Regions from separate parts of the Bombyx mori genome. Here region 1 is linked to region 2. A link is a contact called in public Hi-C data. All regions are on one chromosome and are shown on one strand. Each heading gives the region's core, a stretch centred on a gene start, on an enhancer-like site or on the middle of the called end of the contact. The rest is flanking DNA. Distances are from core to core; before and after follow the strand shown.

Region 1 (2,700 bases), core at 49-2,548, 39 kb after region 2:
AACATTGGAAGCCTTTTATAATAAAATGAATTGTGATATATCTATTAAATTGATACCAGCTGTGTTATATTATGAAAATAATATTCTTTGTGCAATCGCCTATATGAAAGGTTCATGACCTTCACGATACCAAGACGATGCTTAATCAAAGAAAAATGTTTTATTTTGTCATTGAATTTTTAAGTTGCCGCAATTTCGAGTATTTATTTACTGAATTTTTATATAGCGTCTTAAAAGTGAAGTTTTTTTTTTAAATTATGAGTTTTGTAAACAAGTTTTTCAAACACTATCATCGAATAGCCCGTGTCATTTCAGTCAACAATATAATTTGCTGTGTTTTCAATCTTTCGTAAGAGTATTGATTCTATTGCTGCGTGAAGCATTCTCTGCATGCAAGTCGCCTGATGTAAGTTTTCGCCGGTTCAATCATTGTATAAGCCTTCCTATAAAGATATTCTAAAATCTTGTTCGAAGAAAGACTAGTGGACACATTTCTCAGAAATAACAGCGAGGGGAATCCCATTCAAAATTCTAAAGAATCTGAAACCGATCAATTCTATTGCTATATAGAGATTTACTTGGAACTGCTTCAATTTAGATTCAATTAATATTCAGGAGAAACGGATATATGTGAACAAGGTCATTTCAGGATCATAAAGGGATAAATTATAGAAACACAACTTAGAAAAGCTAAAATATACTACATTTCTTGAAGTGTTTGTAAGTCTAAAGTTTGGACAGGCGCATACTGTACCCGCTTGCATTTTGCAGTATATTCGAAATTGTTCCTAAAAACAGCAGCTTTTAAATCAATCAGTCTCATTACCAAACCAATGCACTTCACAAATAAAATAAATTATTAACATCTAATCATAGACAAGGGAGCAAGAATTAGAAATAAAAAAAACACTTTACCTCGTTAGCTTCCCTTCAAAAAAATCCAAATAACAACTAAAAACCAATTAAATAATGGAACATTGTACGGAGTTATTTTCAGTGAAAATTTGATATCGGAAATCTTTCACACAATTCCTGTCAAAGCCATTCATATGTCAGATTTATTGTAAGAATTTGAGAAGGCGAGAGGATCTCTTCATTAAAATATTCTTGTTTTAGTCTTCCATTCGCTCGCGACTTACCTGTGTGCTTAGTGCGAGTTTTTTAACGTTCTCGATAGCGTTAAAGTTAACTTAAATTTGGAAGTCGTGAGAAGGCCTGACTCGTATTGCCGTATCTTCATAAAAGTAGTAGGTACTCATCTAGTAAGTATTATAAAAAGCTTCTCATGTCATAAGTATCCGGTCAGACTATTGTCATAGATAGTTCTAGAATCTACTTTAAATGGGAAAAAAGTTTCCGAAGGCGTGGTTAAATAAAAGCTAGATAAATTCTTTTTGATAATCATAAGGCTGAAGGCGTTATAAACATGGTTTTTATACTCAACAAAGAGATTTTATTATTCTACTAGCTGACCCGGCAGACTTCGTATTGCCTCAATCGATAAATAACAGACCTAAACTTTTTTACCAAATAAACTTAAAACGAACAAAAGGAATGCGTCCGACGGGGGACACATCAAATGAAAATCAAAATGGTTATTTTTATTTAATTCCGAGCATTTTCATATTTATCTACCTTTTATAACCAACTTTTAACGGTCCAGCCGTTCTCGACTTTTAACGAGACTAACGAACAGCAATTCCTTTATATATATAGATTTGTTTATATTATATTTTGTAGCTATTAGAAAGCTAAAGTCTAAAATTAATATTGATATAAATTCCTCATCTATTATCAATGGAAAAATCATTCATCATTCATAGTTAATATTTATTCGCTACGCACACCGTTAGAATGACAGTAGCTTAATTGTCAGAAAAATTGACATGAGAAGATTGCAACAAAAACCACTATAAATACACAAGCAAAGCAGAAATTTTTGATTTAAATCAAAATTGCCAAATACCCTACCAATATCTTTAACACATTTCACGTATTTCAGGGCACGCTCGAAAGAATTCGTTTTTCAATGATAAAGCGTCTGCTGTTTGTTGTGATATATTCAGTTCTAGTCATAGCTTTATTTTGTTTCTTGTGTTATCTGATGACGACTGTGAACCCTACACCCGTAGACAGGAATGGCAGTAATTATCTCAGAGAAGGCACGATATTGAACAATGTTTTGGAGGTAAGATTTTATGGATTTTTTTGTTTGTAAGTTAAGTACTAACGTTGAAAATCATCGAAGGTGAAAACAAGGCAGTGTGTTTTTTATAAAACTAAACTATGATTTTTGTCAGAGCTTAGGAAATTTCAGTGATTTATGATTGTAATGAGATCGTGTGATTGATTTCAAAGCAAGTTCTGCATTTTTTCCTATGATGTAACCGTAAGTAAATATACGAAAAATTGGACGTATTTCTTATGAAGTAAATTATCGTGTCTATTTTTTCTAACCAGCTGTTATCAGCGAGAAATGGATTTGTTTCATACGCTGCAGATTCTTCCACACGAGAAAGTGAATACCGTCGTCCAACTATAGACACGCGGTATCTTTTTTTTTGCAGTTTTCGGCATACGTGCTTACGGCCCACCTGATGGTGAGTGGTTACCGTCGCCCATGGACTTCAGCAATGCCAAGGGTAGAGCCAAGCCGCTGCCTACCGTTAAGTACTTTCCACAAGCATCGTTTGAAGAAGG
Region 2 (2,700 bases), core at 65-2,564:
GACGTGGTCTGTGGGGTTTTGTTTACGAAGAGTGTCGTTTAGAACAATCAGAACCGCGGATTAGGACTCTAAAACCCTGCGTAAACTGTTTAAAGATTATTTGTTTTTAAAATGATTCAAGTTTTAGTCCAAAAAACGAGGCTTGTGGTTAAGCGGTAGGCAGCGGCTCGGCTCTGCCCCTGGCATTCCTGAAGTCCATGGGCAACGGTAACCACTCACCATCCGGTGCGCCGTATGCTCGTCTGCCTACAGGGGCAATAAAAAAAAGAAAAGTGTAAGGAACATAAAGTATGGATTAGGATTTAGTTAATCTTTCGTTATTATTGTTATTATCATTGTTAAGAGTGTAAAGGGCTCGAGCGCCTGTCAGCTCGGCGGGGCCTCTGAGACTGATTTGCGGGAATGATGGTTCAGATTTACTCTTATTCTATATATAATAATTTGTACTAAAGTTCCATGATTCTTGCCGCCTAAATATATAATTCTTTGTGGTTACGATCAGACCGTATTATCTGTTGTACACTATATTTAAACCATTGCCAAACCAAAGGCCACGGCACGATAAATCGAGCTATTTCGAACTTTATTCTCTATTCAATCGATCATAGAGACAATTCTTAAATTTTACTCGATACTTTAAAACGATAATGACAATTTCCTTTTGTTGTTACAACATTCCAAAGACATTCTTCTATGCTAGTGTATAAATGATCCAGGGCTTTTGGTATTTATTTGACTTTTGGACAGCGCTTTTAAATGTTTTAAAATGGATGTAGAACTAATATGTGTTTTCTTCTGTGTGTGTGATAAAGAGCGAAAAACGGAGAAAGGAGTTCACCACAGTGATTCTACAATTAGTAATAGGGGTAAATTATATTCCGTATCAGATTTTGACCCATTTTGCACGTAACAACCGGCCAATTTCCATAATTAAATACCAAAATCGAACGTAATTTCGAACCATTCATTATTTTAATTGAGCATTCAAAATCGTTCCTTAGTTCGTTCATTCATGAACACAATTGACCTACTTACCCACCATAGTAAGAACTAGGGAAACAAGTTTTGTAGGAATTTAAAAGCCAGCGAGAAGAGTGAATCGATCTTTATTGCTCGGTGTTAAGGCTGACAATTTATTGACGTAGTGAAATCGAAAAGCAATCGAGTTTGACACAGTGAGGTAACTGGGGCACGGTTTCCTGAATCCCGTGACGTCAGCAAGTGCAATGAAGCCGTCTCTCTCTAGCCTGTGCGTTTAGAGAAGGAAGACGAATCCATTGAGGAATACGTAATTTTTTACTGAACGTTGAGACCTGAACAATCAGTCTTTGTCTCTTTATTCAATGGCTTGAATGAATAATGCCTGTGTTTTGTTATCTGCATGGATATTTGCATTTTCAATTCGTCAATAACGATGAATAATAATGCACCGACAGAATGAATGAAACAAACATAATTTGTACTATATAAACAAAGATTTTAAAAATATAATTAGTCCACTATTTTAAATTTAGGCTTTATTTCTTTATTTATGCTATTATTATAAAAAAAACATCAGCAAAATAATTCGTGAAACAAATGGTTTCTGGGTAAATGATAGTGAAATTATGTAGGTATGTTGCGCGCCAAATCTCGATAATATTATGTTAACGAAAATCTCTCATGAATATCTGAAGACTAAATTATTACGAGTAATAAAATTACATTTACAAGAATATGAATGAATCTAATAATAAAAAAACAAACAATAAGGCCTTTATAATTAGAATGCTGAACGTAGTTAATGAATTATTCAAAAAACAAAACGATGTACCGCGGAAACTTATGTACCTTCGCATTACGATGATAGATATTTGATGAGGTCGTGCCACGAAAATGTAGGAACAGAATGAAAAAAAAACATGCAAAGACATGAAAATGTCTGACTTATGTAAAGTACCCGCGCGTAAATAATTTGTGTAGTAGGGTATGCCGAAGGTCATTTCATGGTAATGTTATATAACCGACAAAGGAAAACATGTTTTATTGTTTTGAAATTTTGTTTGCGTATTTTATTCGTATGTAATAATTTTGTACATTTTACTTTCAAAGAATGCCACGGTTACAAGCATCGTTACAATTTAAAAATGAAATGACAATATTGCAATAAGTGTGTTCTATACCAAATGAGCACAAATAAAGTTATATACAAGAATAAATTACATGAAAAATTAATTTGATCTAAACGAAAAGAATTTTTCTCACCGACGATCGTCATTCCCGAACTCACAAAAACTGGGGAAAAAACACGGTTATTTTTTTCGTAAAGCACGACCATTCGCCTCGGAGTGTGGCTGGCATGTGACCCCGAAAGGGAAGGGACACACCCCCAGGAGTTACGTGACGGGCGGGATTGTGTCAGGGGAAGGGTGGTGTGACGTCACGCGGTCGACGACCCTCCCAACTGGGTCAAGAGATCATCGCATCCGTTATCTGGATTCACTTTAATTTTGGCGCCAATTAACTATTCATTTCTCTAATTATTAACATTGAATAAGTATTTTAGCGAATTGATTTTTTGTTTTCAGGCCAAGCAAGCCCAAACGACAATGCGACTGTTTAACGTAATTTGACTTTGTTGTTAGTGATGTCTTAAGTTTTCTGGCATAGTAGTAAGAGTGTAGTAGTTCAGACGAGGTTTAAAAAAGGAGAGTCCTAAAT

The links. Hi-C and Micro-C count contacts between places; a contact is called where the count stands out from the background.
Region 1: a Hi-C map of midgut shows a contact between it and region 2, with 1.8 times the contacts expected there. The contact joins the promoter of LOC101738783 here to the enhancer-like site in region 2. A contact is called at or near these places in 3 of 7 Hi-C or Micro-C datasets (midgut, posterior silk gland and whole pupa).

The regions. Positions count from the first base shown.
Region 1 is chr9:1,596,511-1,599,210 of ASM3026992v2, forward strand. LOC101738783 (protein GDAP2 homolog) reads right to left here and starts at 1,299. Exons shown (of 12, transcript XM_062670001.1): 1 at 1,140-1,299. LOC119628888 reads left to right here and starts at 1,868. Exons shown (of 2, transcript XM_038012936.2): 1 at 1,868-2,188. The coding sequence starts at 2,030.
Region 2 is chr9:1,557,052-1,559,751 of ASM3026992v2, forward strand. The region is part of intron 2 of LOC101738783 (protein GDAP2 homolog); the gene reads right to left. Among protein-coding and RNA genes, the nearest start is that of LOC101738783, 39 kb to the right of the region's middle. Within about 2 kb of position 1,315, at least 7 of the 8 cell types and tissues checked have open chromatin away from gene starts, as enhancers often do.